Linked DNA regions of Oryctolagus cuniculus: region 1 is linked to region 2. A link is a contact called in public Hi-C data. All regions are on one chromosome and are shown on one strand. Each heading gives the region's core, a stretch centred on a gene start, on an enhancer-like site or on the middle of the called end of the contact. The rest is flanking DNA. Distances are from core to core; before and after follow the strand shown.

The links. A called contact is a pair of places that touch in the nucleus more often than the background predicts.
Region 1: a Hi-C map of psoas muscle shows a contact between it and region 2, with 2.1 times the contacts expected there. The contact joins two enhancer-like sites. A contact is called at or near these places in 4 of 6 Hi-C or Micro-C datasets (ear pinna, psoas muscle, skin fibroblasts and 1 more).

The regions. Positions count from the first base shown.
Region 1 is chr7:105,005,479-105,011,162 of mOryCun1.1, reverse strand. No RefSeq gene overlaps it. Among named protein-coding and RNA genes, the nearest start is that of GADD45A, 120 kb to the right of the region's middle. Within about 2 kb of position 4,337, at least 2 of the 8 cell types and tissues checked have an H3K27ac peak or open chromatin away from gene starts, as enhancers often do. A contact at or near this core is called in ear pinna, where this site is marked.
Region 2 is chr7:104,953,562-104,958,888 of mOryCun1.1, reverse strand. It overlaps LOC138850416 (a long non-coding RNA gene), which reads right to left. Exons shown (of 2, transcript XR_011390154.1): 2 at 2,083-2,783. Among named protein-coding and RNA genes, the nearest start is that of GADD45A, 68 kb to the right of the region's middle. Within about 2 kb of position 2,643, at least 6 of the 8 cell types and tissues checked have an H3K27ac peak or open chromatin away from gene starts, as enhancers often do. A contact at or near this core is called in ear pinna, where this site is marked.

The DNA.
Region 1 (5,684 bases), core at 3,088-5,587, 51 kb before region 2:
CAAGCTTCTAAAAATTGGGGGAGAGTGGCAGGTGTGTGAACTTCAGCTTCGGACAGACATGGGTTCCAGTCCTTGCTCTATTTTGGAACTCACTAGCTGTAGCCCTAAGCCCATCTCTGGGCCTCACTTCCCACATCTGTAAAATGGGAGGTGGCACCAGGGTACTCCAGGGTCTCCTCCAGCCCTGACATGGTGAGGCTCTGGTCTGCCCTCTCCAGACAGTACAACACGGGTTGCGGGCTCAGGTTCACCTTCAAGTTGTCTGGGATAACCTGACAATCCAGAAAGGATTTCTTTATTTCATCATAACTTAATTTCCAAAAAACGTGATTGTTCTTATTATAAAATAGTATGTGAAAATGCAGAAAATACTGAAAAACATGGAGGATAAAAAGTCTATAAAATTTAAGCTTGCAGAAAAATATAAAGGTAAATATAAAGCTTATCTAGAACCAGACAGGGTTCACTTCTTGATGTGTGTGTCATTGCAAATTTTTTTTTGAAATCCTTTATCTTCATTTTATTTGAAAGGCAGAGAGGCAGAGATAGATAGAGATGTTGTGTGTGCTAATTCACTCCCCAAATGCTCACAACAGCCAGGGCTGGGCTAAGTTGAAGCCAGAACCCTGGGACTCAATACAGGTCTCCCACATAGGTGACAGAGACTCAGGAATTTGGGTCATCATCTGCTGCCTTCCCAGGTACATTTTCAGGAAGCTGGATAGGAAATGGAGTCACTGGGATTTGAACCAGGAACTCTGATGCTGGCTGCAGACCACCCCAAGTGATGGCTTTGTTACTAAGCCAAGTACCTACCCTGCTGCAAATTTTTGGTCAAAGAAAATCAACATGTATAAATCAGTATTTAAATGCGTGATCCATTCCATTATATAATCTTTTCTCATTAGTTAAATCTAAGGGATACTCCCTACATCCAGAAACTGTCTGGTTGTATTCAGCTAACCAGTAAGAAGTTCCTTTGAGAAATTAGTTGAGGGGCCAGTGTTGTGGCATAGCGAGTAAAGCTGCCTCCTGCAGTGCCGGCATCCCATATGGGCTCCGGTTCGAGACCGGGCTGCTCCACTTCCAATCCAGTTCTCTGCTATGGCCTGGGAAAGCAGTAGAAGATGGCCCAAGTCCTTGGGCCCCTGCACCCTTGTGGGAGACCTGGAGGAAGCTTCTGGTTCCTGGCTTTGGATCGGTGCAGCTCCGGCCATTCTGGCCAATTGGGGAATGAACCAGCAGATGGAAGCCCTCTCTCTCTGCCACTCCTCTCTCTGTGTAACTCTGACTTTCAAATAAAAAAAATTTTTTAAAAAGAAATTAGTTGAGTGTTTTTGAGTCAACGTAAGTTGTGTAAATGTTACTATATTTGCAAAATAGAAAGTGAAAGGGTTAGATTATGTAACTTATAATTCTTAAACCTTCACAATCTTTTGGAAGAATCCGTCAAAAACAAATCTGGTTGATCAAACGTCACCTCTTTAGCTTGGGGAGATACTGTTGCTAATCTCAGCATTTACAGTTTTCTCCAGGATTAGCTCACTCTCTAGGCAACAGTCTACTTGTTGAGAAAAGCTGCCACAAGGCAGCACTCTGGGAAGAGGTAATCTGGGGTGTGAGATACTCTGCAGGGGCAGGCGGTCAAGGGCAGTCTCGGGTCTACTAGATCGGGAGCTGGAGTTCTACAGTTGTCTTCCCTTTGTGCCATAAGTGACCCAGTTCAGTCCATCAGATTAGCCCACCCGGGGAAGGAGAACACCCACGTGGGCAGAGTGGGCTGGAGTTAGGTAATGGCACAGGTGTCACATGAGGCATTGGATTTCCCAGCTCTCATTCTCAGCTCCAACTTGTGTCAGGCAGGAGAAACCAGAGGTTACCGTGACAGCACTCCTTCCTTCCCAACCCCAGGGGCTCCCCACGATGAAAAGGAATTTCCCTCTTAATGCTATCACTGGCAGGCAGGGGAACTGCTCCCTCTGGGGACCCGGGCAGATCGTGGCTCCCTTGCCCTACAGGCTTCTGAGAAACGTGGTAAACTCTCAGAGTGTCCGTCTGGAGATGCTGGTGGCAACTCCTGCTCACATTCTGTTGGCCGAGGCAAAGCACATGGCTACCCCAGCTTCAAAGAGGCGAGGAAGTGGAATTCTGCTATGCAAGAGTTTGACCATTTTACCACTGACCCGTGACCCTGGGCAGCTCAGTTAGGCCCTGTCAGCCTCAGCTTCAGTCTCTAAAACAGGAAGTTGCCTGGGCTCTACGTTCATTCACTTGTCAGCCAGTCAGTCACGGGACTCAATATTCTGGTTAGCAGCTCAAACTCTGGAGCCAGCTCACCTGAGTTCATTATCAGCTAAATCACATGCTATCTGGATAAGCTTAGGCAAGTTATTTAATATCTTCTGAACCTCAGTTTGCTTATCTGTGAAACGGGCATGATAATAGCATCTGGCTCTTAGAGTTGTTGTGCAAGTATAAAGCATATATTATGCAAGTTACATCGAACAGGTAACATGCTCAGAACAAGTCCATATAGTAAACACTTTGCAAATGTTAATTTTATTGTTCAAGCATCCATTTAGCCATGTATTCAATGAATATTCATTCATAATCTTTCCTGGTTATCGTTGAAGTCTCTTGGGAGGACTGAAGGAAAAAAAAAGAGTTGCAAATGATTGGCTCCCATGGGGCAGCTTAAGAAGAGGCAGTAGGCCGGAGCCATGGCTCACTAGGCTAATCCTCCGCCTGCGGCACCAGCACCCCAGGTTCTAGTCCTGGTTGGGGAGCCGGATTCTGACCCGGTTGCTCCTCTTCCAGTCCAGCTCTCTGCTGTGGCCTGGGAAGGCAGTGGAGGATGGCCCAAGTGCTTGGGCCCTGCACCCGCATGGGAGACCAGGAGGAGGCACCTGGCTCCTGGCTTTGGATCAGCGCAGTGCGCCGGTTGTAGCGGCCATTAGGGAAGGAAGGAATGACCTTCAATGGAAGGAAGACCTTTCTCTCTGTCTCTCTCTTTCACTAACTCTGCCTGTCACAAAAAAAAAAAAAAAAAAAAAAAAAAGGAGGCAGCCTCCTTGTAGGTCTTAGATTCACTTTAGCTACCATTGTTAGAGCACCTAATATGTGCTGGGCTCTATACTAAATGCTTTCCTAACACTCCTAAGGGATGTAAGGGATGGTTAACAGATAAGGAAACTGAGGCATCGGGAGTGTAGATAACTTGTATGAGCTTCCGGAGATGGTGGGCGGTAGATGGTGGGCCTGTCCAGGGTAGGACCTAAGGAACAGTCAGCCATGTGTGAAAGCCCTCGCTTTCCCTCTGACATCACAAATGCAAGAGTCGTCTTCTCATCATTCAACCTGTTCCTGTGTCTACTGGACTGAAACGTCCCCAAACGCAGTAACTCCCCTTAACTCTTGGTGCTCTTCTGTGCCTGGTATCATACCTGTGACACCATGGGTTGTCCCTTAGAGAGAGGAGAAGCAGGAGGGAGAAATACATCTAATACTACCAGAGTCACGGATTTTTTTGTAAGATTTATTTATTTATTTGAAAGTCAGAGTTACACAGAGAGAGGAGAGGCAGAGAGAGAGGTCTTCCATCTGCTGGTTCACTCCCCAATTGGCTGCAATGGCCAGAGCTGAACCGATCCAAAGCCAGGAGCCAGGAGCTTCTTCTGGGTCTCCCATATGGGTGCAGGGGCCCAAAGACTTGAGCCATCTTCTACCACCCTCCCAGGCCATTGCAAAGAGCTGGATGGGAAGTGGAGCAGCCGGGTCTCGAAACGGCATCCATGTGGGATGCTGGCACTGCAGGTGGCAGCTTTACCCACTACGCCACAGCACCAGCCCGAGCGTCTTGGATTTAAATCTTGCCTCTGCGCACCACCCCAGCTGGCTGATAACCCCTGGAGTGTTCCCTCTCACTGTTGAATCACTTCCACATCCTTCCTACCATGAAAGTTTCATGGCGCCCAGCCTTTGAACGCTTCGAGCTTCGTAGATACTTGTTGACAAGAAGGCATGAGCACCCTTAAGAGGCGATTTAGTACCAAGTTTAGACCATTTGGCTTTTTGTCGACTCACTTCAAAGCCAGAGGACAAAAGATATTATCTGACATTGCACATCATTCTTCACATGAGCACAAACTTTCCATTTTGCTTTTGGCTCTGCCAAGAAAAGGCAGAAAGGAAAGCACAGCCAAACAGTGGCACGCAACAGTTCTCATGCAATGCGTCCAGACGAAACTTCCCAATGCCAAGGCCCCAGATGGGTCCAAAAGCAAACCCAGCCTGGCCCATGGGGAAAACGTCCCCACGAGACAAGATCGCCGGGCCATGCCCTTCCAGTTTGCCAAGGCCAAACACACAGATTGTGAACACAGCGAGCTTACCATAAACTAGTCCTTCCCGCACAAAACACAGTGCGGAGCCACGGTCAGGGGAGTGCAGTGCGTGTGGCTCAGCCTGGGGGCAGTCAGCGATGGCACAGCACGTAGACTCCGTCAGCCAGGGACAGTCACACTGGGCTAGACGCATGGCCAGCCCAGATACTGTGAGCTCCATGCCTGACTTTCTCTGTCCCTTCCTCACGTAGTAAGAGCTGTCACTACCAAGCACCATGTGGTGTGCTGACCTTGTCCAGCTTCGTGTAGACATCAATTCTTTGATCTCATGCTGGCCCTCTGAGGGAGGAGCTGTTCTTCTCCCCCATCTGCAGGGGGGACTCTGGCACTCAGAAAGGTGGTAGCACTGACTGGGATCACACCTTCCCTCCTCAGGGTGGTTGCTGGTGCCTCACTCAGCCTGGGGACGAGGCTCACCCTGCACGTCATTGGCTCCAATGGGGACAGTGAGGCTGCCTGTGACTTCCGCCCCCTGGCTGAATGCAGACCTGGGTGCAGCTACTTGGCTTCCTGGGAACCACTGTGGGCCCTGGTTTCCCTGGGCTGAGTCATCGTGGCTTAGCAGGACTCCGACGTTCTTAGCTGGAATCGTCATAAGAAAGCGTCTGGAAACTCCCCCAGGTCTTATCGGCAAAGATTTTGAAGACAATTCAGCTGCATTCTTCAGCTTTCTCAGACCTCACCTTGCCCTGGGAGGATGAGAAAGAGCGGGGAAGGCACGCAGTGACCGTGAACCCTGGAATCAGGGAGACCTTTCGGTGCTGGCCCAGGGCAACAGCAGCCCCTGAGAACACCTCACCGACAACAGCTGGCCAAGGGCAATGAGACCATGTCCAGTGTCCTTGGAGGCCCCAGTCCCCATCATCCATCCATCCAACTGACCACTAGTTCCAAATGCACAAGGAACTGAGCTGGGCGTGGAAGGTACTGTGAGAGCCCCGGAGTTGAGAGTGTCTGGGGCCGGCGCTGTGGCATAGTTGGCTAAGCCTCTGCCTGTGGTGCCAGCATTCCATTCGGGCACCAATTGGAGTCCCAGCTGCTCCACTTCCAATCCAGCTCTTTGCTATGGCCTGGGAAAGCAGCAGAGGATGGCCCAAGTCCTTGGGCCCTTGCACCTGCATGGGAGACCTGGAAGAAGCTCCTGGCTCCTGGCTTTGGATCAGACTAGCTCCGGCCGTTGCAGTCATTGGAGTGAATCAGGGGATGGAAGATCTCTCTCTCTCTGTAACTCTACTTCTCAAATTAAAAAACAAAACAAAACAGAGCGTGTTAAGCACATCT
Region 2 (5,327 bases), core at 1,394-3,893:
GAGCCCATTGTCTGCTGTATCCCAGGAGCATTCGCTGGGAGCTGGATCGGTAGTGGAACAGCTGAGACTTGAACTGACACTCCAGTAGGGGATATGGGTGTCCCAAGTGGCAGCTTAAACCACTGTGCAAAAGCCCTTGCCCCACATATACTCATTCTGACTAGAGAGACTCAGCTGCTTGCCCAGCATGCTTATTGAGCACTGTGGTGGGCAGACTAAAATGGCCCCAGGGACCCCACTTCCTGGTGTTCACAGCCTTGTCCGGTTTCTTCCCTTTCAACACGTGCTGGCTCCATTTCTAAAACTAGATTATGACAAAAGCGATGGCATGTTACTTCTGAGATTAAGCTGCAGATAGATTGTGGTTGCCATCTTGCTCGCTGATGCTGTCTCTGCCCTTAATACAGGGGAAATCCAACAGCCAGGTTTTGAGTAATGCTATGGAGAACCTCGGGTGGCAAAAAAATGTCTCCAGTTAACAACCCACAGGACCTAAATAAAGCCTGCCCCCAGCCACAGGAGTGAACTTGGAAGCAGCTCCTCCTGCGGTGATTCCTGGAGATGCCAGCAGCCTGATGAACACCTGGATGAAGCCTTTGGGGACAGCTTGAGTCACAACCCTCAAGCTGCAGCCACACCTGCTCGGGACAGAGCATGCTCAGTTTGTGCGCAAAGCAAGAAGTGGGGAAAAATGAGACTAGCCAAGCAGTCTTGGGCCAGTAACTCGCTTCAAATGATCAATATCATGAACTCCTGCTTTGAATGGAGGCAGGTGACAACAGAAGTTAGTAAAGGAAAAGGCATGGTCTCCACAGTTCAAAGCCTTGATTTCAAGAAGCCAAATTCAATTACCTGTAGAACATGACGAGTGTAATTTGTTTTGTTGTTATTGCTCATAAAATGCGAGCAGGGAAGGGGTGACAGGTTTCCATGAAAGAGCTGTGGCCCCACTGAGACATTCCTCAAGCGATGGTTGGTGCATTTACAAGTGGGAAACTGGCCCTGCCAGCAGTAAGATGTTTTTCCAATCTTTATTTTAAAATTCTGAGAGGTTTGGGGAGAATTAAGTTTTTTTTTTATTTAGCTAATTGTTCTCATCTTTTTGTCCCTCCCTTCCTCTCTTTCTCCCTCCCTTCCTGCCTTCCTGCCTTCCCTTCTTCCTGCTTGCCTTCCCTTCTCTCTTCTCTCTCTCTCCTTCCGAATGCTGTCGCTCCAGAATACTGCTAGGCGCTGAGCATCAGCTTTGCAAGGAATGGAGTCAAAAGCACGCCTCTCCCTGGTGAGGAGGATTCATGCTAACGATTTTTAAGCCGATTCTCGGAAGGCTCTCTGGGTCATTCCTGCTCAGGAGTGAGTCCTGTGACTCAGCAAAATGCCACGATTATTGGAGCCAAGATGACTATCAAGCTACACTTGTGGATAAGTTTGGTCCAGAACAGGAAGAAATAAAAAATGTTGTAAATTAATTTTTAAAATGACCATATCATTTAAAAACTGATTCCCTTTATCTGCCATCCCTAATCAGCAACACAAGGGGCTGGTCAGGTGCTCCCTTTTCTGTGGATTACACAGTGCCTAGAATCTGGGGTCCACCCTGCGCTCACACTTGTCAGTAAGGGGTTTTGAGTAAACGCCTAGAGGCAGAACTTCCCTTTTTAGGTTGGACTTTGCTGGAAGCTGCACAGTCCCCCCACACACACCACGAGGTTATTCGCTCCTCCATACCCCGTGTATGCGTGACTTGTGCCTCTACTGTTAGCTGAGCCATGTTACTAACATACTGTCAGCCAGCACTGTGGGTATGGCGCTGGTCTGTCTTCTAGACCAGCTGTTATCCCTTGAGTAGAGAGATGGGGGGGAGGGGGTTCCGGAGGAGGGGCTGGGTGGCAAGGGGTTCCTTAGGGGCTCAGGGGCTCCTTGGAGACTCTGATTCAATGTCTGTCTTCCCCAGCAGACCATGAGCAGCTGATGGTAGGAACCCCGTTTTCCTCAGCTTCCTTTCTTGATCACCCAACACAGGGTCAGCCCACAGTAGGTGCTTAGTAAACATTTGTTGTGCAAAACAGAACTTCACCCACACACTTAGACAGCTGATATTTATTGAGGCCCCACCCCGAGTTAGGCTCTGTGCTAGGCAATCTGGGGTGCATAAAGAGAATTCAGAATGGACTTTTACCTTGGAGGAGTTTTCAAGCTACTTAGCAGACTGGGATAGAAACTGTCTTATTCATCCGGCTTCCCAGTGACCGGCACACAGCAGACAGTCATGTAAACATGTGTTGATGAACTGTAACTTCACGTGTCTGGGCTGGAAGAGTTGCTTCAGACTGGTCACTCACTCATCGTCTCCCAGCCGAATCTGCCAGCCCAGCAAACTCCGTCCCCCAGGACGACTCCCAGGGAGCCCACAAGCTGTCGCGGTTAGCCAGGCACAAAGGCAGCGGGGAAAACAACGCCTGGCTTTTCATCCGGGGCTTTCTAAAGAAACAGAGGTGTTACCATAAGGTCACCGTTGTCCCAGTCAGATCATCTTTTCAAAGGAATTGCAGGGTTGAGAGCCAACGGTGACCACATACACCTTTGCAGTAATCACAACCAGTGTTCTCGACGCTGGAAGCAAAATCGCGTAAACAAGGTTGTGCTGTGGACTTCCGTGACCCAGACTTTCAGGAAGGAGCTGACACACTGCCCAGACTCGCGCTCACCCACATAGCTCAGAAGCCAAACAAACTGAGAAGCTCGTGTTTTCCCAGCTGTGTGATGCACTCGCTTCACCAAGAGAGCTGCCAGAAAACAAGGAAAAGAAAAAATAAATTAAAAAAAAAAAAAAAAAAACCACCACGCCGGGTTCAGACCAGGCGAGGAAAGAATTGCTTTGGCTGGTCTTTGTTTTGTATTTTCATGAAGTCTCAAGAAATATAAAAATGGAGGAAGTTAGATCTATGGCTTTTAGTTACTGAAAAGAAAACAACATTTTTTTATCTTTGAGCGATCTGGCCATGTTCTCACGTCAGTGACTTTCTACTTTACAATCTCCAAATCCCTTGGTCTCGCGTCCAGGTCTTTCACAACTTGTTTAAAATAACCTTTCTTGCCACATCTGCCCCATTTCCCCCCACTCGGTGCTTTTCTTGAGTCTTGTCGGGCTCCCATTGTCTTAAAGACTTTATGTGCTTTCTTGCCTGCGTGCTTTGGTCCACGCTCTTCCTTAAGAAAAACTCCAGGTCTCCCAAGGTCAGTTCAGAGAGCTGTTTCTCACTGCTATTCACCCCAATAGCGCAAGCAACTGCTCCTGCGTCTGTCTCCCCCATAGGATCACGTTACGTAGAAGTCATTCCCCAGCATTCATTGTCTTTGCACTTTGCACCAGATACTGTGCGAGGCACTGGTGAGACAGGTGTGACAGTCCCTATCTAGCGGGGAACTCAGGCAAGTAGATCAAGTGTAACCAGGCCAAACTGTAAGGTTTTAGGAAAAGGTAAGTGCAAGGTGCTGTGGGAGATTAGCGGAGGATCATATCCCTCAGTCTGATTGGCAGGAGAGTGTCTGGAAGGCTTCCTGGAGGAAGTAGCACCAGAACAGCCTACAGGAAAAGAAGCTGTGTTCATCTCATTCTTGGCAGAGCACTCCTTGAGGGAAGAGGTCAATCATATTGAATGAGGTTATTTATTCTACCCATGTTTACGGAGCTCTTTGCTAGGAGACAGGTACTCCCAGGAACTGCTTGGGGACTGTGGAGTAGCAGTGTCTAGCGGAGAAGTACAGTAGGAAAATATAGAGGAAATCAAGCATGAGTCCCAGGATTCTGGATTAGGGTTGCCTTGTACAGGGGTGCAGGTTGTGGACTCACACCAAGCCAGGCAGGGAAGAAGGAGGGATAAGTTCAACAGGGAAGAATCTTGCTTTTGGTAGCACAGCAACCAACACTTTATATGTTGCTTTGGAATGAACTGGAATTGAGCGAATTTGTTCCTTGTGTTGTTTTTCTTAAGAGTGGGTCTTTTGTTCTTCTTGAGTGAGGCAGGAGATCCACTTTCCTGCTATAATCACTTAACTCCTTTATTTTCAGATGTCAAAAATCCCTACTGTGAATCATTCCTGTCTTTCCCACATCTCTTCTGTCTTTAGATCATCTTGACACCCCTACTAGGAGAGATTTTAGACTTTCCAGCTTAAAGTTGAGAACTAGGTTTCACACTTGACTATCTATTCAGTTATTAATTTTGAAATTAATGACTAGTCAATAATGAGGTCGTTGACATTTTGTTAATAATGTCAATTATCACTATCAAATTAATAACTAAGAATTGATTTCAATCATCAGAATTGTTTCAAACTACAAAATTATTTCAAACTACGGGATTTGATCATCCCATAAGAGTGGTGATGCCATTTTAACCTGAAATTTTATTTTACTTTATCACATTATGCCTTTTATATAGTGGAAGAAATCTAAGCAGTAATTTTGTTCACCAAAGAGTCTTTACTAAAACAAATAATCCCTTCCAAAAAGTTTTAATTCCCCCATGAATATTCCCTACATAAGTTGGGCTCTCTTGGAAGCCTCGCTTGGGTCACCATTCGACTTCCTATTACACTTAGACAGAAACATAAATCTTTAAATAAATGGACCGCCTTAAAATGTATCCAGAATTTTCAATAAAATCAACTCTTCATTATTTTTGATTGTTCTTCTTTGCCTTTTTTCATCTCTTTCTAGAACTGCTGGGCCCCACCATATGTATCTTATAAAAGCAAAGCATACAGTTCTTCTTCTTCTTTTTTTTTTTTTTTTTTTTCTTGACAGGCAGAGTGGACAGTGAGAGAGAGAGAGACAGAGAGAAAGGGCTTCCTTTGCCGTTGGTTCACCCTCCAATGGCCGCCGCGGCCGGCGCACTGCGCTGATCCGATGGCAGGAGCCAGGTGCTTCTCCTGGTCTCCCATGGGGTGCAGGGCCCAAGCACGTGGGCCATCCTCCACTGCACTCCCTGGCCACAGCAGAGAGCTGGCCTGGAAGAGGGGCAACCCGGACAGAATCCGGCGCCCCGACCGGGACTAGAAGCCGGTGTGCCGGCGCCGCAAGGTGGAGGATTAGCCTAGTGAGCCTCGGCGCCGGCCGGGAAAGCATACAGTTCTACAAAAGACAGCTGGGACAGTTTCGTCAGTGTTTCTTAGCACTACCTATTTTTCTTACTCTGCCTTTTGACAACATGTATTATTTGCTTTTTGTTAAGCATCATATCCCATTTTTAAAAATAGTTTGTTCTCTAAATGTATTTCTCTTTAAAGCTATTTGATTGTGAACTATATTATTATTCACTCAGTTT